Linked DNA regions of Gossypium hirsutum: region 2 is linked to region 1. The links are chromatin contacts, called in public Hi-C maps. All regions are on one chromosome and are shown on one strand. Each heading gives the region's core, a stretch centred on a gene start, on an enhancer-like site or on the middle of the called end of the contact. The rest is flanking DNA. Distances are from core to core; before and after follow the strand shown.

Evidence for each region. Hi-C and Micro-C count contacts between places; a contact is called where the count stands out from the background.
Region 2: a contact with region 1 is called in a Hi-C map of leaf, with 3 times the contacts expected there. The contact joins the promoter of LOC107892181 here to the promoter of LOC107892189 in region 1. A contact is called at or near these places in 12 of 34 Hi-C or Micro-C datasets (callus, hypocotyl, leaf and 2 more).

The regions. Positions count from the first base shown.
Region 1 is chrD09:11,385,681-11,392,875 of Gossypium_hirsutum_v2.1, forward strand. LOC107892189 (prohibitin-3, mitochondrial) reads right to left here and starts at 3,454. Exons shown (of 3, transcript XM_016817202.2): 1 at 3,037-3,454; 2 at 2,203-2,735; 3 at 892-1,231. The coding sequence starts at 3,348. The coding sequence ends at 2,205. It also overlaps the pseudogene LOC107892190.
Region 2 is chrD09:11,814,569-11,821,064 of Gossypium_hirsutum_v2.1, forward strand. LOC107892181 (cytochrome c1-2, heme protein, mitochondrial) reads right to left here and starts at 3,782. Exons shown (of 8, transcript XM_016817191.2): 1 at 3,613-3,782; 2 at 3,131-3,214; 3 at 2,386-2,594; 4 at 1,877-2,156; 5 at 1,720-1,791; 6 at 1,144-1,260; 7 at 949-1,014; 8 at 480-863. The coding sequence starts at 3,729. The coding sequence ends at 747. It also overlaps the pseudogene LOC107893006.

The DNA.
Region 1 (7,195 bases), core at 2,204-4,703:
CGTCGTTATCATCCGCTATAGTACAAGAAACCATGGTTTCGTAATTATTTAGGCTCTTTGGATAATTGCTAATTAAGTCCTCAAACATTTTCTAATTTAAAATTTAATAGTGATTGAACTTTTATAATTTAATCTGAGTTTTAATTAACGATTTTCTCTGTTAAATTACTTAACCGATCTTTAATATATTTTCATACTAATACCGTACATCTTCTAATTTTATCCTTACAAACTCAATTTATAGAAACAAAATTTCGAAACCGCATTTGTTATCACCGAAAAAAATCGAATTGTTACATAGAGGCTATTGGGTGAATGATTTCATCAAAATTATAGGGAAATGCTCAGCCTTTGATGCAGAGCTATGGGACATATACGAGGGATTTTGAATGGCTTGGGAGCTGAGTATTAAGCAGCTAACCATTGAATCTGATAATACGAGTATTGTGCGGATGATCTCCAAGTGTGATGGCCATAGCAACCTACTACAGCGAAGAATTCGTTCGCTGTTACAATTGAACTGGACTGTGAGGCTATCGGGCACTGGGACTGAAAATCCCTCAATCACCACCGGATGAGGTCTTACAAGCTTTGCATGATGATATAAGTCAGATAGGAAATGCATAGGGTCTGTTTGGGTTACGTAGAAAATCAAAAAAAAGAAAGCAAACGTTCGGATATGACGTGGAAGAGGACATTGGCGGTACAAGAAATGAAAAATGATCTCATTCAAGCTTTGACCCACCTTCCAACTTACGCCCCCACTGGATGTAGAAGTACTAAAGAACTAAACAGGTACTTTTTATATATTTATGGTTATTAGTCTTGCAAATTGCTTCAGTGAGATTTATGCCAACAGACCATTAAGTATCCACTAGTGAACAACAATGATTAACTGATACCGTCGAAGAATTTTATTATCAATAAGCAACCTTACATGGTAAGATTAAGGAATACTTTGGGAACAATGAGAAGTGGACATATATTTAGCATCAAAACCATCTTTAAAGTTCTAAAATCACTGATTTCTACTAGTAATCTAATTCTAAAAGGCATATGTTCTCCAACTGGACATCAAAAACACCTTAAAGCTAAGCATGGTCCTTCAAACTTTATTTTCTTTTTCCTAGACATAAGATGGTTTCAAACATCACAAAGTTCCCATCAATGATAATGCAATAAAAATACGTAAATTCACAACCAGTCGAGCCTCGTTCCAAGTCATAAGCTCCTGCAACAACCAGAAGGGAAAACAAAAGCAGAACCATTAAAACAGCAGTGAAATATCATAGTCGATCTTCACCATAAGGCCTGAATTACAAATTGTAGAATTACACATACAGCCTTCTATGAAGGTATCATAATTGCATGAGCCATGTAATCAAAACAGAATAAAAATACTAAATGATGTTAAAACCCGATTACATATTATAAACTTATGAGGAGAGCAGATGACTGTAGGCATTCGTACTTCTAAGCTACATCAAGTTCCCATTGAAATAGGATCCATACAAGGAAAATCACTTCCCATTCGTTGGTTATTAGCAGCACCCCGAAAAACATTTGAGTCAAAGTATCACTTTCAAATTAAGTTCTGAATTAGTAGATGCTGCCAAAGGGAGTGGCAATGCCATACGCGATAAGGAAGAGACTCATAGATTGGCAGAGGCAAATTTTGCCTTAGCAGCAAGGTATCAAATTTGGTTTATTTTACGTTGCTTCCTTTCTAAATCTATTACTTCCTTCATTCGTTAATTGTAACAGTTCTTTACTTGGAAGGTTCGAAATCTCCATTCTGTATGTATTCCATTCTGTATGTATTCATCCCTGAAACTGACATTTGGCATCTAATATCAAAATAGGAACAATGCATTAATAAGAGGATGTTGAAAGGAACCATACTTCATAATTAGTTGAAACAATTCAGATGCAGACAAATATGACCTAATGAAAGCTAGAGCAAGTTGCTAAACAGCCTCACCGCAGATAAGCAAATATAGTCTTCAAAAAATTCATTCTCTCGGTAACAGTTAAATCAAGTACTATGTAATAACAACAGAAAATAAACACCAGTATCCATTTTCAGTCAGCAAATTCATGCAATGTTTGACACAGAGATTATTGAGAGAGCATGATAAGTAGTGATGTAACAATAACTGTATATGCCATGACACATATATAGGTAATGAAAAAGGAAATTACCATCATGGCCTAGATGGATTCATAGCGAGAAGCATGTTTTGTCCACCAGGAATATATTGCACGTTGGGTGACTTAGCAAGGGTTCCAGCTATTTCCCTTGATGCCTCAATCCTCCTTAGCTCAATCAGTCCCATACCAGCAGTCAGAGTTGCTTCCGAAATTAACTTCGCAGCCTCACTTTCACCTTCTGCTCGGATAACAGCAGCCCTCCTTTCCTGATCAGCTTTTGCCACAACGTACCTCGACCGCTCTGCCTCCTGTTGTGCCACCTGTTTTTGCTCCACTGCTCTTGAGAATTCGGCACCATATGACAAGTGTGTAATCGCTACATCGGCTAGCTCAATGTTAAAGTCCCTCGCACGCTGTGTCAGTGAATTCCGGACCAATGCAGACACTTGGGGACGCTCGGTGAGAAGCTGATCAGCATTGAACTGTGCAACCACAGCTTTCAACACCTCATTTCCAATGGAGGGAAGCACTTTCTCATCGTACTCAAGACCAAGGCGTTGATAAATTTCAGGAAGCTTATCCACCTTTTTCGCAAAAATACAACCAATCAAACATTAATATTTAAATAACAAACTAAACCGTAGCATTCATCAAGCATACATACATGATCAAAACTACAATGTTAGTAGAATCAGAACTCCGGTCATAGCATCAAAAAAGCCTTTTCTTTTCTTAAAATGCAAAAAGCAAAAACCAGAACCTTCATTAACCCATTTCATAATTACATACAAAAAAGTCATGCCTAATCAAGATTTAGTTCTTCATACATATATGTAAAAGAAAACCCATTTAATTTGAATAAAAAAAAAAGGCTTTCTTGATTACCTTAGGTTTAGAAAGGACTCGAAGAGTGAGATTAACCATCTGGAGATCCTTGGTTCCGGAAATAGATGAGAAGGTGTGAGGCTTCATACGGATATCATAGATGAAAGGCTTCTGCAGCCATGGGACCAAAAAGTGGGTACCTTCTTCGGCCGTTTTGTCCAACACTCCTCTTAAACGATCAAAGATTACAGCTCTTTCGCCACCGTCCACGGTGTACATGGAGGCATTGAGGAGAGTTGCAGCGGCACCGAGGCCAAAAGCTGCGCGTGCGATGTTGGTTAAGAAAGACACTGCAGCTTGATTGCTTCCCATTTTTCTGGAATTCCTTGTTTGATTTGCTTTCTGCCGGTTGACAGGGATTTTTGATTTTTTTGGGCAAGTGGGGGTTATTATTAGGGTTTATCTACATATATTTATATAGAGAGGGGCTTAATGCATATTTTAGTCCCTAAAAATACTGTTTTTCTCACTTTAGTCCCTAACGTTATTATAAGTTCATAGGTTCAGTCATGTGTTAACGTTAAGAATTGAAGTGGGCCAAAAAAACATTTAAAGATCAAAATAGAAAAAGAAAATTACTTTAGGGACTAAAATAAGCATAAGCTACGGTTTAGCCTTTTACCAATATTAATTTTTCAATTTCACACCTAAACTTCTTTTTGTACAACTTTAGTTCTTAAATTACCAAATACATGCTACTTGACACATTCTTATTGGGTGCTAATAAATTTTCAGATAAAATAGGATGAAAATAATAATTCTCTTATTAAAGTGAGAAAATAGTATAATTCAAAGGCCTAATCATAAATAAAGCCGGATTTTAAAGTGGGTTAGCTTCCTATTTAAGCGCTAAACAATGAGCCCGGATTAGCCCAAAAGGATTCCCTTTTCGTTTCAGTTTCAATCCAGAAAAATCGAAAACCCCCAAATTTGAATCCAACAAAGGGAGGCGTAAGGATTCAATTTTACGAGCTCTCAAGAAAGGTAACTTCTTTTACTTGTCTTTCTTTTTATATTGTGCCATTAAACTCCTAGAAATCAAACAGAGGAAACTCATTTCCTATTTCCTTTTTTCATACACTACCCAGTTGATCTCTCTTCATTTTACTTCAAACCCCATAAGAAGAAGAAACACTTTTTCCTCTTTTCTTCTTTGTTGGGGTTGATTGATTTTTCTGCTGAATGGATGTTTCTTTGTTGGGGTTGATTAAATTCCTAGTACAGCGGCTCCATGACACTTTTACTATTTTTTGCTTTCAGACATTAATCAAAGTTGGCTAGTCTCAACACATTTCAATTTAATCAAAATTCTTTGCTCATAGGACTCAAGAATGGCTGGGAAAGCAGCACAATCTGTGGTGAAGGCAGTGGGAGAATACCAATACCCATGGCGTGAAAAGTTGGCTAAGTATAAAGTAGAGTTATCAAAGGGAGTATGGGCTATTGGGAACTTGGAGCTTGGAAGCCTCTAGGCATCAGCGCTAGGCGTCGACCCAGACTCTGAAAAGAAATGCTTCTAGCGGGCAAAGATTGGTCGTACGATCCAGAGGAGAAAGAGATGAGAAGCAAGATGAAAGGTCACAAGTGCGACAGAATAGCTGCTGAGAGAAGGGAGATTACTGCTAATTTGATGCAGAAAATGCCTGAGATGTTGCTTGCTTATAAGAAACGCAGGTGGGAGAAGAAAATGAAGGAAGAAGAGAAAGCTAAAGATAAATAAATCTGCATTTTTTCCTTATTTGGGTGGTTGAGAACAAAAACAAAAAAGTTGAACCTTGTACTAATGAATTCAATGTTGGGTTTTTTTTGTTTAAATTATTATGTATTGGCTGAATAATATTGATACATATGTTAGTAATGAGATAGAGCTATGGGTTCCTAGGGTGGTTCTCAGATAACGAATTAAATGAATTCGGGTAGTTCAAAGAATATGGGATATTATCATTTTGGAATATAAAATTATTATTTTAACTTGTCCTAAATTTGTAGTCAGAAATTTTTTTGTGACAATGGCCAATCGAGCGTCGTGATATCCTCTTGTACCAATTTTTATTATTATTATTTTTCCTCTTCCCTTTTTCTTTTCTTTTCTTATGTTTATTTTCTTTTTCTGCCTTACTTCTACACATTTTCATCTTTCTTCTGCCAAAAACTTCTAAAATTTTCTCACTTTAATACCATCCAATCACCAACAAAATTACATCTCTTAAACCCTTTTCATTTTCTTCTTCATTTTCCAACCACCAGCAACTAATCCCCACCACTTCCCCTCTCCTTTTCAAACTAACCCACAAAGACAAAATCTAATAGAAATATCACGATAGAAATATTTCACTTCTTTCTTCTATTTCTTTTTGCAGTTACACGAAAATTATATATGATATTATCATTCACATTTATGTTCAAGTTTGAAACTTTAATTTTTTTTTGTAAATAAAGTCGACTTCAAATTTTAGATTTTAATTTTTTATTAAATTATTTATTAACCAAATGCAACAGGAGGAGTGGCTCGGGACCGAGATGGAAATTGGATAGTGGGTTTTAACCGATTCCTTGGCATGTGCTCCCCGTTCGAAGCTGAAGTTTGGGCTATTCTTGATGGGATCCTCATTTTACTTAATAAGGGCTATAAACGTATCACTATTATGACAGATAATCTTGAAGTTGCTCAGATCTTGACTGATATGGATTTGGAAGATTCAGGGATTACTGTGCTCCGAAGAACTCTTCGTATTTTGCATTCAGAAGGGGAGTGGAGGATAAAGCACATTCCAAGAAATCAAAATTTGGTAGCAGATCGTCTTGCTAAACTCAGTTTGAGTTGGAAATCAAGCTTACAAGTTATTGATGAGGCTCCTAAGGATCTTTTAGATTTATTACAAGTAGACAAAACGAATGGTTGCTTTATGTAACTAATGTTTTTATTTCACCAAAAAAAATAAAAACAAAAGAAAATAAAAAATTCTTTAAACCTAAAATCCTTAAAAAAATTAAACCCATCAGCTGGAAAAAATTAACATCACAAAAAAAAACCCATAAATATCCCCAAGAACACAAAACCTAGAAAATTTTCAAACCCCAACAAACATGTTGGTGGCGACTTACAAAGTGATGGCATAGGTGAGCGAAGAGCGTGGTGGTTTTGGTTGTAACACCCCAGATCTGACAAGTCTAAAGTTTTAGGCGTATAGCAGTAAATAGTCTGTTTGGCGAAGTGTTATCCGTCCAAATGATTATTTTGGCGTATAGTAATTGCCATATGAGTTTGTAACAATTTGACTTCATGATATTCTGCTATATTAAAGAGAAGTTCTTGTTAATTGATAAAAGGGTAAGTATGGAATAAGTATTCACCAAAGGTATAGTATGCCTGGTTTGTATGGAATACTGTGTTAGTTAGATTCCAAGTAATTTGGTTAGAAATAAACTAGTTAGTCTAGCTTGATAATTGTGATTGGAAGGTGTTTATTTATATTTCGCTTAGAATCTCTATGCCATTAAGAAGACAAGTTTTGAAACGTATGACACTTGTTAAATTCCACTAAGTGGAGTCATATTTATATATGAGAGATGAGTTCTGAAAGGGTTTTTCTTTCTTCTTCCTCTTCCTTAAGTGGTATTTACTGATACCTACCTTAAGTTTGAATTATCTTACATCGATGATCTAGAAGCTATGGTTCTTTTATGATCAAAGGTTATTTCGTATCAGGGTAAGCATTTTAGCTCTACATGTTAAGTTTTGGATGAGTAAATCTGTATGTGGTGATCGAACAGTAAGACTGTAAGTATAAGGTTTCCGTATGAGATTGTCAACGATTAATATGATAAGTCTTTCGTATGTACAAAAGTGGTAATAATGAAATTTTGTTTCTAAGAAGTGGTTGTTGCTGGTTTGAGATGGATATCTGGATTTGGAGTTTTAAACTGCAGTAAGTGTGAATCAGGTGGGTCTTTACTTTGAATCTTACATGTGAACAATGCCAGTAAATAATTTAAATAGTGATGAATTTTGAGTATTTAATGAATGAGTAAAACATAAGAAAGATGTTGCATGTGAAAATATAATATGTACAAAGTATTTTAGGAATAGGAAGTTGAATGATAAGTATGCATGAAAGTTCAATATGGAAAGGTAAGAATCAGTCAGGTGAGTTTCTAC
Region 2 (6,496 bases), core at 2,532-5,031, 430 kb after region 1:
ACAAATACTACTTACATATATCTTTGTTATGTTGATACCTTGTTCTCTGGAATAAATTCACGCACATAATATTCCTAAACGTAAATTGATCCAATCCAATTTATAGTATAATAAAATTACTTGATTAGTAAAATATCGACTCTTACCAAAATATTACTTATAATATACAACACTTAAGTGATATCGAAATCACCACGATGACACTATAAGGGGAATAAAAGGAAAAGAAAGCATTTTGCATGCTTCATTTGCATCAAAAACCTTTGTAAGCAATGAAATTCTTATCTCATGACATCAAGAAAGTATTAAGGTTAAGGGTGAATAAAACTTGATTCGATTCAAAAAATTAAAAAAAAAAATTCAAATTTCGAGTCAACTATAATAAATAATATAGTAAAAGAAACAATTTCAGCAAAGAAACTCCAATGATTAACTAGTTCAGCAAAAGAAATATAGTAAAAGAAGAGGGTCGCGAATACTTTGAGTTTAACCGATTCCATTCATCTTACTCGGCACTAAGAACGGTGATTCAAGATTTCAAACATATCCAAAAAGATATCTATATGAAATTCAAGTCTTAAACCAAAAAAAATATTTAATGCATGTGTGTCGAGCAGCTTATTTCTTCTCAACTCTGAAAAAAAGACTTACCCACCACTTTGGTCATGGCAGAACCTAGAACATCCTGATAAGCAATTATTGCCGAATCAAATCCACAAAAAGCGAGAAACTTGGGGGGGAGGAGGCTAGTTCACAACATCAAGTACCAGCCTGCGAGATTTGAGAACCGACCACCTCAAGCGTCGGTAGTAAGCAGCTTGAAGCAAGGCCAATGACAATACAAATATCCATTTAAAACCCATCTGCATTCGATGATGGAAATATCAGAACTCTAATTGTTAGAACAAGGTCTTTAGACTAGAGAATCATTTATGATATGATACGTACCAGCTTCCTTTCTTCCATTTCTGGTTCTGCCGCCCATGACAAAAATGTCACCACATCTTTCCCCATCTGTGCACCATATGACAACAATAATACGGACGAGTGAGAAATGTATCCCATATGATATGCAAATACTTAGGGGGGTTCTCAAACCCATAGGCAAGGTAATATGAATGAAATGAAAGGGTAGAAACAGACCTGAGCTTCAGTTGCAGGGGTACCATCTTCATACTCTACAGCACCATCAATAAGCATTTTAGGCATGGCAATTGCTCCTCCTGGAAAGTATGGGTTATAGTGTAGCCCCTCACGAATCTACACAGTTGAAAATTGAAGACTTTAGGTATTATTCTAGAGCCTCAACCAAAAATATTCGGTTGAGATTAGATAATTGTAGCCAGCTATTAACAGCAAAGTGTACATGCACGTGCTACAAGCATGCATACAAAAGCTATACAACGAAAAGAACTGCAATTCAGGGGAAATCAAAGGTTAAATTCTGAACGGTTACAGCAAAAGGAAGGCATTGGCCTTGCATTTAAAATGTATGTTTTCATAAGACAAGACATTGGAAAGCAGCAGTTAAAATGGATCAAATTGAAGAGCTATAGAACTTAATCCTAACTTCAGACCCACATTCTCTCTTCCGTTGTATACTCCCAATTGCAAAATATATATAAATACAAAGTATCTTTGAACGAAGCTATATGTTTCCAACATTGGATATTAGAACAAAATTTCATGTCACAGAAGATAGTGTAAAGCAGAACTTACCATAACACCAGCAGGAGGATCACGGTAACCAGTTAGAAGCGCAAACACATAGTTCTGGCCATTATGACGAGCCTGAAAAAATAAACAAGTATGATATCTTAAGGTTATATATAACCAATAACTTCCACGGTGGTCTAAAAAGCAAGGCGAGAATTACTTTGGTGATGAGACTTAGATCTGGAGGATAAGCTCCTCCATTTGCAAACCTAGCTGCTTGTTCGTTTGCATATGGCTGAGGAAAGCGGTCACTAAGTTTACCCGGACGAGTAAACATCTCACCCTCATCATTAGGACCGTCAACCACCTCAATCTCAGCTGCCATAGCCTTCGTCTCCTCTTCCGTATATGCAACACCAACCAAATCACGGTATGATATTAGGGACATAGAGTGGCAGGATGCACACACTTGCTGGTAAACCTGGTGACCGCGACGAATCCTGATCATGCAAGATTAATCTCACATCATTAACACTGGCAGCAAAAAGTAAAATATATGTGTGGCAATGGCTAACCTAATATTACAACTATATTGCAAAATTCTAAATAGATTTCTCCAATTCTCCAATTGGATGTTGAGACTGATATACAAGGTTTTTCCTTTCCAAGTAAGGTTTATTCATTTTTGTGCACATAACAAAAAAGAGCAAGGAAAGGCATAAAACTCACGAAGCATGGTCATATGAACTGAGGATGCCTGCGTGAGGCCAAGGATAATTTGCAACTCCTAAACCGTGTTCTGCCTCATCAGCAGATGCTACTGTTGCAAAACCTAGTAAACCTGAAACACCAGCTCCAAGGAGTGCAACAGTCCTCATACCAGCAGAACCCGCATCGTCATTAACTTTCCTTGATGAAAACCATGATAAAGCTTGAACCTGAGCAATAATACAGAACAAGTATTGGTAACTGGGAGAAAACCATTCCAGGTTAAATCCTATAGAAACTTTTCATTATTATTCAGAGATGAAAACTTTTTTTGCTCTGACTCTTCATTGTTCATGAAGTACACATGTCCAAGACTCGTATCCGACACTTGAGTATGAAGATAAACATCCAAGGATACTCCAAATACATGGAAAAACTTTAAAAAATCTGATCATACCCATCTCAATGCACACTTGCATATCAGACATTAGCACCCAAGTAAGAGTAATATAGGATGAAAACATACCGCAATTGGACAAAGCTTGCCTTAAAAGTTAGAATTCATCTTGAGGAAAGTAGAAAACTAGGATCAATGAATGAAAACTTGCTACAATTCAACAAATACTAGAATCCATGTAGCAAAATATTTCTAGATTATGTAAGAAAATCCAGTAAGAACCATGTAGATTGCATGGTCTTCATGACCTCATTCCATAGGTAAGTATAAGTTTAACATCAATGAAGGAAAACTAGGAAAGAATCTTACAGCAGACTGTGATTGAAATTTCCTCCTTAAAACCTGGTGGATTAATCCTCCAGCCATTTCAGTTAATTTCCCTGAAAAGTTCAGCTGAAACTTAATAAGCAAATGTATATTTACAATTAAAATGTTAAAAAAAAAGGACAAAATGAGATTAAAAAGAGAATTCATATAAAGGTTCCTTTTTTTCAGTCAAATAATCATTAAATTCTACAAAAAGGAAAAGCTTTAACAGTGTTGAAACAAGTGGGTAATCATAAAATCAAAGGATAAACATACAATACACAAAGAACAGTAAACCCAATCAAAGGAATAGCATAAGGAAGCCAAAAAAAGGTTAAAGTTTAAAATGAAAAAAGGAGGAACTTGAAAACCCTAACATAGAGGATCTGGGGGCAGATCCAACAACTATGGAGGAAAAAATAATAAAAATAATAAACCCAAAGATTAAAAGAAGATGTGAAGAGAGCATAAGACAGAGAACTAACTTGAAAAAGAGAGTGAAGGTTGATCACAGAGAGGTGGCGGTGGTGGTGGTCAAAGGAACCGGCGGCTGCCTCACAGATCCAAAGGAACAAAACGGAAAGTATAAGAGAAAACAGCATAAATTATAGTAGGAAAAAAAAACAGTGATTGAGATTTAGTCGAGTCGCGTGTCCACCAACAGACAGTAAGGTTTTGGGCTTTTAGGATGGCCTTGAAAACTGCCAGGTCTTGTGTTTGGTCTTTTCAGTGACATGAGACCCAAGTAGTGGACAGCAATAAAACCAGCCCATAAAGGAGACTCCACAAATAAATAAAAAGAAAACAGACAGGCCCCTTTTTTCCTTGCAGAGACAGCCCATTGCATCCACCGACCGACCATGAAAACAACTGCCGAGGATTGCCCTTGAATTTTCAACCTCGGAAGACACATAAAATTAAAGGATTAATTCCACAGTACATCCTCAAGTTATGATTCATGTTTTAAACAAGTTCTAAATTTTAAAATGCTCGAATTGAGTTTTTAAAATATTAGTATCATATCAATTAGGTTCTTTCGTTAATCTAATTATTAATTTGGATGCTAAATAAGCATGAGTCTAATAAAAAATATAGTTTTTATGTAATATTTAGTGTTATTTGAACCGAATTGATTGATATACTAGTCTGAATATAGAAGTTGAATCGACCTCTAAATGAACTGCTCAAAACTAATAAAAAATTGGAAGTCAGAACAAAAAGTCAAAAATTTGAATCAGTTGAACGGATTTTATATATATTTTTTATGTTTTATGAATATTTTTATTATTTATTTTTATATGATTGATCAAATCGAATGTTGAACATAGTTTAAACCGTTCAACCACTATCCTGATTTTTAAAACACTCGTGGCATACGATTCCCAAGTTATCCAAATGCTAAAAGGACCTAACCGATACTTTGAGTATTATAGTTTAGGACTAATGTAAATTTTGAAGCATAATTTAGGATATGAGATGTAATTTACCCAAGAATTAGTGAACTTCAAAAGGCAATGAAAAACCATTGGCGCCCAACATTTTGAGCAGAGTTCAAAGTTACTGCTGTCTCAAGCTGTCTTTCTTTTTTCTCCTCCAACCCCTGTATTCCCTTTACGTTCTAATAAATAAATGGAGATGAGCAATACTCTTATGAACCTGCAAAAAGAAAAATGGGCAAAAATCTACCTCACCACCATCAACATCAAAGCAAGAGCAACAACAGTTACACAAAATTTATATTTGTTCTATTCTTTTGTCTTTTGGGATTGGCTTGCATTGTAGATCTCTTGTGGGCATCTTCTTCTTCTTTTAGCTCTTCATATCTTAGGTTTGCATCCAATTGGGTGTCTCAAAAACCTCGTATCTTTGTTTCTCAACAACAACAACACAACGTTGACGACAAGGTTTTGTCTTTTTTTTGTCTTTCCCTCTCTTTAAAAATTTGTTCTTTTGGTGATAGATTTTTTTTTTTGCTATGTTATTTGTAAAATTTTAGATTGGGAAAAAGAAGAGATTTTTATCAGCAACATTTGCGGATTTACCAGCACCAGATTTGGCATGGGAACAAATGCCATCAGCACCAGTTCCACGCCTTGATGGTTCAGCTATACAAATTAACAACCTTTTCTATGTTCTTTCAGGATATGGTACCCTTGACCATGTAAGTTTATCAATCTATGAACACTTTGGTTTTAAATTGTTGATTAGATTGAATGGATGAATGTAATTGATGTTTATTTGATTTTCAACAACAGGTGCACTCTCATGTTGATGTGTTTAATTTCACTGATAATACATGGTGTGCCAAGTTCGATACACCAAAAGACATGGCGAATTCACATCTAGGAGTAGCAAGTGATGGGAGATACATATATGTAGTGTCAGGTCAATATGGTCCCCAATGTCGGGCCCCGACATCTCGTACTTATGTTCTTGATACTCAAACAAGGGAATGGCAAAGCTTGCCTCCTTTGCCAGCCCCAAGGTATGTGACACCGATATGTGATTGTATGAACCACACTGAACTTGGATAAATGTCGAATGAACTAACTTTTTTTCAACATTGAAAAAATTTCAGGTATGCGCCAGCAACTCAGTTATGGAAAGGCAGACTCCATGTGATGGGAGGCAGCAAAGAGAACCGCCACACACCGGGATTGGAGCATTGGAGTATAGCAGTGAAAGATGCAAGGCATTGGAGAAAGAGTGGCGGACTGAGATCCCGATTCCTCGTGGAGGACCGCATAGGTATTGTTATTGCTCTTTTGGAAATGTTAATACCTTGAGGATTCTAGCCTATAAAGATTGACTAATTTACGCGGTGACTAATCGTTTTGACAGGGCTTCTGTTGCGATAAACGATCGACTGTTTGTAATCGGCGGTCAAGAGGGAGATTTTATGGCAAAACCTGGATCACCTATCTTCAAATGTTCTCGTAGACACGAGGTATATAAATAGCTAGTTAATGGATAGGTTCATTGCAAGCCATGATGATCATTATTCAGACATGTTTTTTAACCTGCCATGTTTTTTCATGTTGGATTCTCTGGTTTCTTATATAACCTGAAATGCTTCATCATTATTTTAGGTTGTATATGGGGATGTTTACATGCTAGATGCTGAAATGAAGAAATGGGAAGTGTTACCTCCACTGCCAAAACCAAACTCCCACATAGAATGTTCTTGGGTAGCTGTCAACAATTCGATCATAATTACAGGCGGCACAACAGAAAAACATCCAGAGACCAAAAGGATGATCCTGGTCGGGGAAGTTTTCCAGTTTCATTTAGATTCACTGGTATGTGTGTGCTTTGTCTGAAAAAAGAGACTTTTCTTAAGGCAATGGAAGCAACTGAAACATGCTCAAT